2 separate regions of the Mus musculus genome follow, and region 1 is linked to region 2. The links are chromatin contacts, called in public HiChIP or PLAC-seq maps. All regions are on one chromosome and are shown on one strand. The core of a region is the stretch at or near the end of the contact, and the rest is flanking DNA. Distances in the headings are between cores, read along the strand shown.

Evidence for each region. HiChIP or PLAC-seq counts read pairs in DNA pulled down with a chosen protein or histone mark.
Region 1: a contact with region 2 is called in a FOXA1 HiChIP or PLAC-seq map of pancreatic cancer cells. The contact joins two enhancer-like sites. A contact is called at or near these places in 2 of 39 promoter capture datasets (hippocampal neurons and stem cell-derived epiblast-like cells), 2 of 484 Hi-C or Micro-C datasets (B cells and embryonic stem cells) and 2 of 115 datasets of contacts at active chromatin or transcription factors (embryonic stem cells and pancreatic cancer cells).

What each region holds. Positions count from the first base shown.
Region 1 is chr7:99,439,448-99,446,784 of GRCm38.p6, reverse strand. It overlaps Gdpd5 (glycerophosphodiester phosphodiesterase domain containing 5), which reads right to left. Exons shown (of 18, transcript NM_201352.3): 6 at 5,520-5,613; 7 at 4,838-4,897. Among named protein-coding and RNA genes, the nearest start is that of Klhl35, 23 kb to the left of the region's middle. Within about 2 kb of position 5,029, at least 78 of the 459 cell types and tissues checked have an H3K27ac peak or open chromatin away from gene starts, as enhancers often do. A contact at or near this core is called in pancreatic cancer cells, where this site is marked.
Region 2 is chr7:99,082,184-99,089,400 of GRCm38.p6, reverse strand. It overlaps Uvrag (UV radiation resistance associated gene), which reads left to right. Exons shown (of 15, transcript NM_178635.3): 5 at 1,226-1,300. Among named protein-coding and RNA genes, the nearest start is that of Uvrag, 55 kb to the left of the region's middle. Within about 2 kb of position 3,965, at least 91 of the 459 cell types and tissues checked have an H3K27ac peak or open chromatin away from gene starts, as enhancers often do. A contact at or near this core is called in pancreatic cancer cells, where this site is marked.

The DNA.
Region 1 (7,337 bases), core at 3,780-6,279, 360 kb before region 2:
TCTGTCCTTCTGGGCTATGACTCATGATGGCAAGGGAGGGATCCACTCATTCATTCGTTTGCTCATTCATTCATTCATTCATTTTTGCCTGTGTGCTGAGACCCAAGGAGAGTTGGAATCCAGGCTTGTAGATTGGTTAGCTTCTTGGCAGATGCCTGGAGTCTCTACACCTGGGTCAACCCCTGTTGCACTGGAGGAGGCTAGCACCTTCCTTCAGGGAACAGCTCTGAGCAGGGACAGAGGGATGATGATGAGTGCCTTTCAGGGAGGGGTTTGACACATAAATAAGGACATGCATGTAAGGTGCTCTGCACAGAAGCTGCCACCAAAAGGAAATGAATATTAGATGTGAGTGCTGCCATTTTGAACAATTATAACTGAAAGGGATAACAGAGAGAAAAGGACGTGTCGCATACAGCAAGTACTCAATAAATGCTGCTTGATGCTGTTATGACAAACATGGTGTCCGGCATACTGGAAGTTCTCAAATGTGCTTCTCTCTCTCTCTCTCTCTCTCTCTCTCTCTCTCTCTCTCTCCAGGACTTCTCTGTGTAGCCCTGGCCATCCACCTGCCCTTTCCTTCTGAGTGCTGGAAGTAAAGGTGTGAGCTGCAGGTCAAATGTGCCAGCTGGAAAGACAGAAGCTAGCACCAGAAAGAACTGTCATGCGCACCAGCAGCCTGAGAACAGGCTGAACTCACAGTCAGTGCTGCTGAACTGTCCATGGGGCCCAGCAGGCCTCAGGCCAGCTCAGCAGCACCTCCTGTGGTCAGGCAGAGTCTGGCTTCTCTCTGGGCTTCAGCCCTCCTGGGTACAAGCCTTGAAGCCCAGCTGCTGCCTCCTGGGGTGGGGGAGTTAGGGGCACAGCACAGGGGCAGAGGGAGTGCTCGGAGCACAGCATCCCTCTGAAGAGGCCTTTGAGATGGCTCTGGTGGTGGCTGGGCCTTCTGTTTGTCACAAAGCAGCTCTCTGAAGTGCCTTGACTTCCCCACTTCCCAGGCCCCTCGCAGGCCAGAGCCCTAGGCCACAGTGCTGCCCTCCTTGCCCATTCCCAAGCCTTTTGGCCCTCCCCTGCTTGGGACTCAGCGGAACCAGGGAGTCTAAACACAGACCAGGATTAAAATGTCCCTTAAAACTGACATCTTCAAAGCAATATGACCCTGGCACAAGGCCAAAGGGATAAATGAAAGCCATGTTCAGAAAGAGATCGAAGCATCGAAGGTATAAAGACATCTCCGATGCGGAGGGGGGACAGCTGGGGACAACGGGAAGCATCTTCAGCGAGCCTGGGAAGATTGTACCAGGCCCCAAGATAACTTCCAAGAAATTAAGGAACACTTTATTGTTATACAACTACCAAATGATATCCTAAAACATCCCCATATCATCTTGGAGTGGGAAGGACCCCTCTAAGTCTGATCCCAACTCGAGGGCCACAAGAAGAGATGATAGATTCAAGGGTTGTTTATGTCTCCTCCCCCCTCCCCACAAGACAGGGTTTCTCTGTGTATCCTTGGCTGTCCTGAAACTCGTTTTGTAGACCAGGCTGGCCTCAAACACATGGCGATCCACCTGCCTCTGCCTCCTGAGTGCTGACGTTAAAGGAGTGTATATATAACTATCTATACCCAGCCAGACTTAAGCTTTGTCTTTATGAATTAAAAAAAAAAATCCGGTGGCACAAATGCAATAAACAAAGTCAAAAGATGAAGGACAGACTGGGCAGAAGTATCCGCCGTTCATCAGACAAAGGGCCAACCTCCCAAATTTACAAAGAGCGCCTGCAAATTAATAAGCAGCTCCCACAGCAAAAGGACAGAAGACACAAAGACAATCCTCCGGTGACTGAAAACTGAGCAGAGGGGACATGCAGCCCGGGTGTGCTCCGGGGAACCTCTGACCTCTCAGGCAGGCCTTTCCCAAGGGTTCAGCTCCCACCCGAGGGCAAGAGGATCCCACTGGCACAACCACACACTGCCTAGGGAGCATGTGTTGGCGCTGTGTGGCTGTGTGCCAAAGGGCATTTGTCAAGATCAAGACTGTGCATACCTTCTCGTTGGACATGGTGGCTCAGGTCTGTAATGCATGCTCTCAGGAGGCTGAGGCAGGAGGATGATGAGCTTAGAAAAAGCTGAGAGTAGTGATGTACACCTTTAATCCCAGTATTCAGGAGGCAGAGGCAGATGGATCTCTTTGAGTTCAAGGCCAGCCTGTTCTGTAGAGTGAGTTCTAAGAGGCTACGTAGTGAGACCCTGCCTCAAAAAAACACTGAAAGAAGAGAACAAGGAAGACACACAGTGTTCTTTTCTCCTGGATCACAGCTATGCTGCCCCAGCAAAGGACTGAAAACTAGCACATGCTAATGGGCTGGGCAGATGACTTGGGAATGAGGGGGCGACCAGAGCAAGCACCAAGCATCGATGGCCATGGCCTTACTGTGTCCAAGAAGGCACTCCTGGCACTTTTTAAAAAGGAGGGCACAGGTGAGGGAACTGTGTGGACAAAGAAAGGGAGAGGGCAGGAGGCATCCCTCAGCAGTTATGAGCACCACTGCCCTTGCAGGGGGCCTCACAACTGCAATTCCAGTTCCAGAGAACATTACGCCCTCTTCTGGCTGCTAGAGGCATTGCATACATGTGTTATGTTTATTTAAACGCAGGCAAAACACCTGTGCTCGTAAAATAAATTTAAAGGGAAGGGGAGAGCAATGAGGTGGCTTAGCAGGTAAAAGTGCTTGTCGCCAAGCCTGAGATCTGAGTTTGATCCCCAGGACCCACACAGTGGGAGAAAAGAAACTGACTCAAAAAGGTATGTTTCGACCTCCATGTATGGGCTGTGGTGTGTGCTCATGCACGCATGCGCGGACACACACACACACACACACACACACACACACACACGCACACAGAGACACACACACAGAGACACACACACACACACAAACACACACACACACACACACACACACACACAAGTAATTAAAATAGAAAGGGAGTGTATGCAGAAAAAACCTCACAGAGTATGATTTCTCATGTCTGGATTTTTGGTCACGTAAAAAATGGATGAAGATAAAGTGAGCAGGCAGAAAGGACCAGGATTCCTTAAATACTTCTGTAGAATCTCCAGGCCCTGTACTAATACCCAGAGCCTGGGCAGCCAAGCCAGCCAGGCCAGCCTGGAAACAGCTCCAGCTGGGATCGTCTCTGCCTGGCAGGCCCTGCTGCCTCTGAGATCCCGCAGGATGGTGTGGAAGGAAGGGAAAGGGCCTGGAGCAGGACACAGGGCACCTGAGGGACCCCTCGGGGACCCTTCTGATCTGGCTGGCTCTGTAGAACTGCAAGCTTCTCCCTTAGGATCAAGCATGTGTGACCTGACCTGCTGAGAGCCAGGCACAGCCCCGGGAGGTCACCACAGCATGTGTGCCCGGTCCCCAGATGCCAGCTGATAGATATCCTCTTTCAAGTGTTAGCCATGCAGCTGAGAGAAGAAAGCACCTCCCAGAGTGGGCTGAGGAAGTCCCAGAGCAGTCCTCAGTATGGAGTCATCAGCAGGGACTGCTCTCTTCATCCCAGCAAGACTTCAGTCACCCAGGCCTGGCTCCCAAGGTGCTCCCCTCCCGCTCCGCTCTAACTCAAGTTTGCCTGTGCTCCCTCTCCTTCCTTCTGTCTCCCTGCTAGCTGGGGCAGTCTCCTAGGTCCTGTTTGTTTCCAGACATTTCTGCCTCTTCTTAGAATGTGTGCCTACTTCTAGCCATGCTGTGGTGAAAGAGATGACTCCTCCCCACTCCACTACCACAGCCCCTGGAGCCCCCACCTTCCCATCTCCACCCCTCAGAGCTCCTCATAGGGGATGGCTCTATTTTGGCCAGGACTAGCCCAGGCCTATGACCCTGATCAAGCATAGCAGGTATCAACAACCTATACTCAGCATAGGTGTGTGTGTGTGTTTGTGTGTGTGTGTGTGTATGTGTGTGTGTCAGAGACAGAGAGGGACAGAGAGAGGCAGAGAGAGACAGAGGGGAGGGAAAGGAAGAGGGAGAGGGAGAGAGAGAGGGAAAGGGAGAGAGAGAGAGGGAGAGAGAAGGTTTGGACCAGTTAGTCTGGAATGAACACTGGGGACAGCAGAAGAAGCCACCAGTGCCAGTTTAGTCTTCAAGGGTCACCAAATTAGAGTGGGTTGGGATCAGGCACCTGATGGAATTGATAACACAAATGTTGTAAAATGTATCTGGGAGGGGAGGCTGCCGGAGCTGAGGAGAACCCCTGCCTTGGGATACAGGCTGCAAAGAGAGGGTTCAAATACAGAAAAGGGCTCAAAGAGAGAGAACAAATGAAGGCCAGAGCAAGGGGGTAAAAGCCAAGGAAGGGTGGGCATGCCAAGGGTAGGAATGATGTCTCCCACAGTAGAAGCTGAGGTGACTGTCCCATGGTGGTAGCAGAGAGTCATCAGGACCAGACTGGGACAGTCTGGGCTATCCCAGACACCATCACCAGAACTCAGGGATACAGTAGAGAAGGCGGAGCGAAGGCAGAGCGGGTGCTGTTGAGTGCCTGGCCGCAGGGCAGAACACTAGGCCTCCCATTCACCCTGTGAGACCTTACACATGTTGTCTAACCTCTGGGTTTTGCCCCTGCAGCGCAGGATGGTGGCCATGCGTACTCTGCAGGGCTGTAAGGGTTAAGGGAGTGAATGCAAACTGGGCAGGCCGTGCCTGGCCCAGTAAGAGTTCAGTGGAATAGCAGAGCAGATACAGAGGCGAGCCAGGGGGAGGGACCACCCAGGCTACCCTGTGCTTCCAGGCCTCTGTTCCCCTCCCCCTTAGAGCAGCCTTCCATTACCTTGTGTATCCAGTGCAGGTTCAACTGCTGCCCCACAGCGATGTGACATAGTGCCAGGACCTGAAGAGAGGCCCAGGGGGCCAGTCAAGCCACCACGTGTGCCTAGAAAGCTTGCCAGCTCTCCAAACACCCTGCCCCACACTCCTGCCCTTGGTGTGACCCTAGGCAGGCAACACACCCTCCCCACAGGCACCAGGAATGCCCGGGCCAGCCCTGTCCAGGCCTGGCTTCCTTCCAGATTACTCCAGGCCTCAAGCCTCCTCCTTTGGGAATTCCCCTGTGAAAGGTCCCTGGGTTCGGCTGCAGGAAGACTGCCCTGCATAACACTTCAGCTTGTTGGGAGATTCAGAGGCAGATCTGAGCCCTGCCCCCAAGGAGCTGCCAGTGCTGAGTGTGCTCAACCCGAGTCTCTCAGTGTGGAGGGCACTGTGGGTAGGCAGCCCAAGCAGTTTCTGGAAGACGTCTGTAGTAGATGCTGAAAGCCAGAATGGCTCCTCTGCCTGGATGGCAGGGAGGGGCTTTCAGAGGGACAGCCGAAGGAGACTAGGAAAATGAGACCTCCTCCTGCCAAGCAACACCGAAGGAGTCCGGGTGGACAATAGCCCTATACCCCTGTAGACCGCCAAGCCTGCTCCTCCTGGGAGCAGAGCCACCAAGGGACCCTCCCCCAACCCCTCCATACCAGGAGGCCTGCGATGTATGTGAAAGCAGCAGCCGAGGTCACCAGGATGGGCACGGACCAGTCGCTCCAGTAGCCCATGCGGTTGTAGAGGTACCTGGTGGGAGAAGGACAGAAGTCAGACAGACCTCCACTGAGCCATGGCCCAGCCAAGGATCTAGGACAGTCTCAGCTCTCAGGAAGCTGCAGTCGGAGAACCACAAACGGGCCCTTCCCGCCCTCTATCGGCAATCAGTGTTTCCTTTATTGACAGTCATGCCTACTTCTGGTGGGCACTCAGAAAGCAAGAAGCAGAATCGGCCAGAGTCACCATTCTGAAGGCCACTACACTTCCTTCCCATGGGCCCCTGCACTGCACCTTTATTCGCGCATGAACAGCGGATCCGGGATAACCACCCCAGGGCTGTTCCACACACCTGTGCCCGCCACCCTCAGGAGCATGGCCAGCACAACCCTGAGGGATGAACACACTCTGAGATCTAATCCCCACACTGCCTCTTGCTGGCTCTTAGGACCTTGTGGCAATGACAGGTGTTACAGAGCCCAAGATGCCCTTGACTGTGCCATTCACCTCAAGTTCAATGGCAAAACGTGAAAATGTGGAGCCTTAGAGGTGGAGATCTGTACCACTCCAGTTTGCTCACCTGGAGGATGGAGATGGTGGAACGCCCATCATAGGGCTTCAGGGAGTGAAGGGAGGGAGGCTTGTGGCAAGGACATAACAAACTCTTCCTAACATGAGCATTCACTGAAACCAGAAAAAGTGCTGAGAAAATGTGATTTAAAAAAAAAAAAAACCAAAAAAACCAGCACGTGGTCTTCTTGAACTCATGGGCTGAATATAGGCAGCTTCCCATTAATGAAACTTCCTAGTTTGCATTGATTCGCTGTATAAGCTAACACAGAGATGAGAAAATGGCCACATCTCTTTGAATTTCTTTTTTTTTTTTTTTTTTGGTTTTTCTTTTGGTTTTTCGAGACAGGGTTTCTCTGTGTAGCCCTGGCTGTCCTGGAATTCACTATGTAGACCAGGTTGGCCTCGAACTCAGAAATCCGCCTGCCTCTGCCTCCCGAGTGCTGGGATTAAAGGCGTGCGCCACCACGCCCGGTTTCTCTTTGAATTTCTATTTCCTTGATTGTGTTGCTATAAACAGAATGACAGGGCAGAGGGAGCAAACTTCTCCCCAGTCCTGGAGGCTGCAGCTTAGCTACAGAAAGACAGCTCACTCACTCTCACTCAACCTCCTTGTGTTAGTGAGGAGAGAGAGGCTCGGACAGCGAATGCACTCACTTGGTGTATTGCAGAATCTGAGCCACTGCCAGGACCCTGCTTGTAGCTGGGAGGTGACATCGGGAAGACTCCACTCCACGGGGCATCTTCCTCCCCTATCCCTTCCCAGAGCCTTGCTCTGAGTCTGTGGGGAGCCTGCTACTCAGAAGGTCACAGAGAAGGCTCACCTACTGTACAGCTTAGGAAACTGAAGCCCAAGGAAGGCAGGGGATTGGCCCTGGAGCTACTGTGAAAAGATCTTCTGGTCACGCTAGCCACATTGGGCAGGGACACCTCCAGGACAAACACAGAGTAGCCTACCAGGTGTGACCAACCTGCAGCCCATGGGCCGCATCCATGAACTTTTGTAAAACATCGTCTAAAGTTTGCTTGGGTGTTTTTATGATTTTGTTTGCAACCCCAGTGTATTCTCCTGTGTGAACTCTGCAGATGCTAATGTTGTCTCAATGGCAAATGGCTGGATGCTCCAGGCCCCATGTCTATCCCCATTCAGTGCCAACTCCTGGATCTTGATTACAACCTCTCTCTCT
Region 2 (7,217 bases), core at 2,716-5,215:
CTACACAGAGAAACCCTGTCTTGAAAAACAAACAAACAAACAAACAAACAAACAAACAGAAAAAAAGAAAACTTCTTGCTTGACTTATGGTGGCCATTACACATTAGTGATTACAGAGCCATCTTTTCTGTTGCTGTGTTTGGTTCAGTAAGCAACCAGGTAAACGGGAAGTGTGTGGTTCATGGAAGGAGGGCAGTAGAGGCCGGTGCTCACAGGGGCTATCTGCTGATGGGTGGCACTGGCTGTTCCGGATCTTGCTGAGGCGTTCCTCACGGGAAGCCCGTGTTTTTACCCTTTTGTAACTCTTCACTTGAATTCCTCATTTCAAAAGCAGAGCCTTTTTTTTTTTTTAACCACAATTCTTTCTGATGAAATGGGTGTTCATTTCATAGTTGAGTATTATTTTAGATCTCAGTTCTTCTTCCCTCCTCTCCCCATGTGTTTTTTGAGACAGGGTCTTAACTATGAAGCATGGGCTGGTCTAAACTTACGGTCTTCCTGCCTTTTCTCCCCTCCCACCAAGTAAGGGTTACAGGTCTGTGCCACTGTGTCTCACTACTTCTTTATTTTTTTTAAAAAAGAGATTTATTTTTATTTTATGTGTATGGGTGTTTTGACTGTTGTGTGTCTGTACACTGTGTGTGTATTGTGCTCCTGGAGGGCAGAAGGAGGTTGGGTTCTCCGGGATGATAGCTATAGCCAGTCACCTTACATGGGTCATGCCAATGGAATCCTGGTGCTCTGGAAGAGCAGCCAGTGCTCTTAAGCCCAGAGCCGTCTCCAGTCCCTGTTTTTTAATCCTTCCAAGTTGTATTTTTCCGGTCTTGCAGGTGAAGTTGGGTCAGCACAGGGCAGTTGATCCCAAAAAGACCAGAAAGTAGAAGCTAATCTGATGTCATAATTTTAAAGCATTTGTAGAGTTTTTTTATTTTTAATTTTTTTAGTGGTTTGCTGCTGTCCTTCAGGCATAACTGTTCCATCACAAGTTAACAATGTTGGTGACAATCACTAATGGCTCCAATAGCCTCACGTGGTGTTTGTGAGGCTTTTGACTAAAGCTGGATGGACTGTCCTCTCTGTCACTCACTGGCCTTTGAGACCTGATTTCTTTGCTGCCCCTTTTGTTTAGGTGGAGCCGGCCTGTTCGTTGGCATGGAAATTTCAGCTGTTATGCTCTGACATCTGGAATAAGATCAACTAATAGTATGTTTTCCTCCTTCCTTAGATCCATGCCCGCAACCAGAATGAAATCATTTTTGGGCTGAATGATGGCTACTACGGTGCTCCCTGTGAACACAAGGTAAGAGGGGTCTCCGAGTGCTCTGAGTTTTGGTTAGTACAGGGCCTGTGCACCCGGGAAGCTGGACTCCCGAGAAGAGCTGAGCAGTCAGAATCGTGTTGTAAGTGTCCCTTTGAGTCTGCTCTTCGGGGTGGTGTGGAGGAATGCCTTCCGCAGTGAGAACGAGTTTCGCAGGACACACAAGCACGCTGAGAAGTCGGTACTAAATCCTGATCATGTTTTCTCAAAGGGAAACCTGAGCTAGCTGGTTTCTGCATAATTCCTGGGGGATTAAGAGAGTGGTGAGCTGGGCATGGTGGCATAGGCTTGCAGTCCTAGCCACTTAGAAGGCTGTGTGTAGCAGGAGGACTAAAGGTCAGATACTGCCCAGGTTCAGAGTGAGTTCAAGGCCAGCCTAGGAAGCTGAGTTAGGCCCTGTCTCAGAATGAAAAGAGGCTGGGTGTGTTGCTCAGCAGTGGGGCTTTACCACCGTGCTGGAAGCCCAGGTTCAATCTTCAGTCCTGCCCTCCCCCCAAAATAGGCAAGGTGACTTTTGTCTAAATGGAAGAGTTTAATGGAAATGTTCAGTTGTGTTTATCATTCTCAGTAAGCCTAAGAAACCCAAATTGTGCTGGACATAGTCGCATATGCTATTAATCCCAGCAAGTGGGAAGCAGAGGCAGGTGTATCCTTGTGAGTTTGAGGCTAGCCTGGTCTACATAGAGAGTTCCAGATCAGCCTGATGTATACAGTGAGATCCAGCCTCAAAAGAGAGAAAGAAAGGAACTGAAACTGAAGCTGTTTCGTAGCCATTGCTGTCTCTGCATCTAAAGGTGATGAGAGGAAGGCGAGGCAGAGCCCCGTTTGTTCTTAGCCGGGAGCTTCTGTGAGCAGCATCCTTGTGGCGGGGACTCAGCATCTGCCTCCTGTTTACACTCACCACAAACCACTGTGGTGGTGGCTTTGTTCTCCATCTCACAGTACAGGCAGGAACTGACTGGGAGGATGCACTCCATAGGGTCTAGAGAGCGGCTGAGCTGAGATGTTAGTTATGTGCCCAAGGCTGCTTCCCCCACTCTGACAACTTTTACCAAAAACCAAACCAACCAACCAACCAAACCAAAACAGTCCTCCCCCAGCCTTTTGTAAACTCTTCACATTGCTTTTGCTCAGAAATTGTTGCTCATAATCTCTGCTGTGAGGATGTCACACTCGGATGCCCTGTCTGTCATTCCTGAGTGCCTGCCCAGGGTTGGCTCCTGTGTTCAGTGCTGAGCACAGTGGTGAAGGAGGGCTGGGGGCAGACACACCCCTCCCTTCCAGCTGTTTGGCTAAGACAGGAGGATGGCCTGTCCTGGTCCCCAGAGGAGGGATTTGGTTGCTAACGTTGTAATCCAGGTTCTGAATAGAAGACAGTATGTGAAAGGTGTGGGCGCTGAATGGAGAGAGCTTTCCAGGGGAGGAGGCTGAGCTTGAAAGGCCACAGAGTAGAAAGGGCACAAGGTGAGTCTGAGGGACAGAAGGGAGGTGAGAGTAGCCCCAGGCCAGCCCATGGGGAGTTTCGAGATTTTATCCACAGGACAGAGGCGTGTGCTCTAACCAGATTTATGTAATAGTTTAGCTCTGGCTTATTTTAAAGAGCAAGAGTGACTGTGGAGAGACAGTGAGAAGGACCTTGCAGTGCCATGGACAAGAGATGACAGTTTGGCATGGACCATAGCAGGGTAGGGAAGACAGATGACATCCAGGCCCAGGCACGTGCTAGGCAAGCTCTTTACCACTGAGCCACACACCCAGCTAGGAAGGCGACAGAGTTGGGGTTTTAGGAGAGAAAATCACTAGGATTTGTTGTGGTTTGCATTTGAGATAAAAGGAAAAAAGAGATGTCAAGGGTGATTTTGGATTTCTGGTTTAAAGTAACTGGATAGATGAAAGATGATAGCCACAGGAAGCTTAGCGACAAGGCGGGGTGGGCAGGGAGGAAGAGCACAGATCCTGAGGTAAGATGGCCACAGGCATGTGCAGTGTCTTTAAACCCCTGTGTTGACGACAAGTAGCCATCTGAATTCCTGAACCTGGAGAGAAATGAACTATAAACATGGGGCGATGACAAAGCCTCTGAAGTCATGTGAGACACAGGCTGGCAACATGCTGTTCAGTAGAGAAGGACTGAGTAGCCCAGGCTGGAGAAGAAGCAGGCAGTGGTGTGACCAAGAAGCAGTAGAGCACGTGCTGCTGGGTCTGGGGCCCAGCGTCTCTGCTTTCTTCTCTCCCATCTCGGTAAACTGTGGGCTTGGCTGGTCCTGTTGCTTTGTTTTTTAAGGAGATGCAGTGGTCAAGTAAACCAAGAACAGAAAAATTGCGTTGTGTACTTTAGCAAGTGGATTTATGCTAGGTGGTGTCTTTAGAACATCCAACTCCGGAAGTCTTCCCTTTGTGTCCCAGCTTCATCTTCTGAGTTCCTGGAGTCCTTGAACATCTTCCAGATCTCCTCTGCCAGATGCACTGCTCTGTCCAGTGGCCTGCCCTTCTTCCCTCTGTAGGCTTTGTGGGGTCAGACTGACATGAGCAATGCTGACCTTCCCTCACCCACCCTCCCCAAACTCCCTGCCACAATGCTTGGGACATGGTATTTACTTAGTAAAAACATTTGGGATTAAGTCAGAGACTTGTGAGGCTGCCATTGCTGGGCTGTTTGCCATTGCCAAGGCTGGCTGTCCTGGTGTGGGAGGGAGGGTGACTCACTCTGCAGCCGGTCCCTGACTCTACATCTGGTAGAGTCTTGCAGTCAGAGGCAATGGTAGCATTCAGAGCCAATGTCTGCCCGCCATTGTAGTTAAAACCCCAAGAACCCCACGGCTAGAGACTCACAGTTGGTGACCGTTGGTGTAAGCACCAGTACCCGGCTTCTCTGTCTACTTGTGAACAAGTAGAAAGTTTTGAACAAGTTTTGAACAAGTTCAGACAAGATGGGTGACAGGAAAATGGAGTTCAGAAGGTGGCTTGAGAACAGATAAAACTGACTGGCAAACATTGTTTAACTTTGACTAAAAGCTCGCCATGACTAAAAAGGCTTGTGTGCATTTCCTCTTGACCTGATCCTCTTCCCTCCAAAATAACAGAGCAAATGGAAATGAAGTCGTCCCATTATAGACAAAGCCTAGTCCTCCAAGCCAAGCAGTGTTGTGTGTTGGCATAGACAGTTCCTCATGATGTAGCATCTGGGAGGAGCTGAGCCACGCATGCCCAGCCTTCAGAGCTCATGGATAAGCCACCTAGAGCTGCTGAGGAGGAGAAAGCTACAGCCCAGAGGGATTTGAGAGGGTCTTTCAAGATGGGGTCTGGGAATTTTTTTTTCCTTTGTGGAAGCTTGGGAACGTGGAATGAATAGTTAACCCTAACAGTAGTAGCAATAACTAATATTTAGTGAGCGCTTAATAACTAATATTTAGTGAGTACCTAATTTACTACCAGGTAGCAAACACTTTCCATCTTTACTGTGTTTTAACTCCACAGTTGTTTGTCTATAGAAAAGAAACTGGTACAGAGAGATTTAGTAATTTTCCTAAGATTGCACAGCAGACAAATAGCCAGAGCCGGGATTCAGACCCAGATGGTTAGGAAATGTTTATCAAGTATGTGCTTGTTATGTGTGCTACATTTTATTCCGTAGTCCTCCAGTTAATTAGCTTTGTCAGTTTAGAATTCTTTAGCAACTTTCAACAGAACTCTTGCAATATCAGCTGACACTTAAAAGCATTATCTGAAAAGACTTATCTGTATTACTTGTGCTCTTGTGTCTGTGTGTATGGTTACAGGTGCCTACAGAGGCTGTGTGTGTGTGTGTGTGTGTGTGTATGTACATGTACAGGTCCCTACAGAGAATATGTATGTATGTGCCAATGCAGGAGCCTGCAGAGAGTGGCTGTGCCATGGCTCCCTGGAGCCAGAGTTGCAGGTGGTGTGAGCTGCATGCTGGAGGTGCTGGACACTGAACTCTGGTCTTCAGCAAGAGCAGTGCCGAGTGATTGCTTTTAACCACCGGTACATTTCCTCAGCAACAAAAAGCGTGGTTCTTTGTGACTATTGGTGAATATATTAAGACTGTCTCTGGGGGCTGGTGAGGTGGCTCAGCGGTTAAGAGCACTGACTGCTAAAGGTCCCGAGTTCAAATCCCAGCAACCACATGGTGACTCACAACTATCCATAATGAGATCTGATACCCTCTTCTGGTGTGTCTGAAGACAGCTACAGTGTCCTTACATATAATAAATCTTAAAAAAAAAAAAGAAAAGACTGTCTCTGGGTTGGAGAGATGGCTCAGCAGTTTAGAGTATTGGCTGCTCTTCCAGAGGTCCTGAGTTTAATTCCAGCAATCACATGTTGGCTTACTGCCATCTATAATGGTATCTGATGCCCTCTTCTGTCATGCAGGCATACATGCAAATAGAGCACTCATATACAGAAATACATCTTTAATAAAAAATCTAGATTAAAATAAATGGGCCTGGTGAGATGGCTCAGCGGTTAAGAGCACTGACTACTCTTCCAAAGATCCTGAGTTCAAATCCCAGCAACCACATGGTGGCTTACAACCATCCATAATGAGAGCTGATGCCCTCTTCTGGTACGTCTGAAGACAGCTACAGTATACTTAGATATAATAAAAAATAAATCTTAAAAATGTCTCCTATACCAAACAAAAAGCAAGTCAAAGAAATGTAGACAATCAAACATAGTAATGAACATTCTGGCATAGGAATTGAAGTGTAGGGAAGTGGCTGAGCGAGCACTCCCGGCTGAGATAGAGACAAATGGATGTGGAAAAGAAACTTCAGAACTTTAGAATAAACTTGAAGGGGGAAACTTGAAGCTACCAGGGAGAAGAGCTTTCCTTACTAAAGAGAGTAAAGTTGGACCCTCATCACCTGCAGCAGGTGCTAGAAGTCTTAACTGGAAAGCGCTGGCTGTCACCCACTAGTGAGCAGCCTTGCCTCTAGCACTGTTTCAGGCAAAAGGGCATAACAGCTACATTTAATTTCTAAGTTGAGCTTTACAGCTCACAGACATTTCACCAACAGGGAATGACCTGAAAGGGATGATGTGCGATGTAAGAGAACGTAGACTGTAAATGGTCCAGACAGAAGGGGTTTAACTGCTGACAAAAGCAAGTACGTGATAAACTAGTACTTTTTGGCTGTTGTGATGAGATATCTGAGAAGAGAGATTGAAGAGAGGCAGGTTTATTTTAGCTCACAGTTTGAAGGGATACAGTTGATCTGGACAGGAAGGCGTGGCTGCAGGATCAGGATGCATCAGTTACATTGTATCCACTGTCAGAAAGTAGAGCAAGTGCTGGCCCTGAGCTTATTCCCGTGGAGAGTCCAGCCCACCTGATGTTATACTCCCTCCCCCACCCCCCACCCCCCACCCCCACCCCCACACCCCTCACCTCTCATTTCAGCCACACGGTTTCTCTTTAATGGTGCTAATCTCTTCAATACTTCAAGCTGCTTTCACTGAACTCTTCTTGCTTCCAACTGTAAATCTGACGAGGCTGTTCCTCAGACTTTCTGCTCTGCGAACCTGACTGAGAGCAGTGAGCAGAAACCACACCATACATACCCTGGTCCTGATGGGGTCCATTTTGTGAGCATCATCCCCACTGTCCATGCTTCTTATGGTTTCCACACTCCCATCAGAACAGCCCATTAAGTTATTTTAGCATTGTAGAGTTTCTTTCATCCAAAGCTCCAAACTCTTCTACATCCTACCATAACCCAGTTCCAAAGGCCCCGAAAGCCAAGCTATCAGGTAGTCAGCAGCAGCCTCTCTCCCGGTACCCTTCCATACTGGCCTGGCTACATTTCCTTTTGCTGTGACAGAGCACCTGGCAGAAAGCAACTCTAGGAGGGGGCAGGTACTTGGTCTGAGGAGA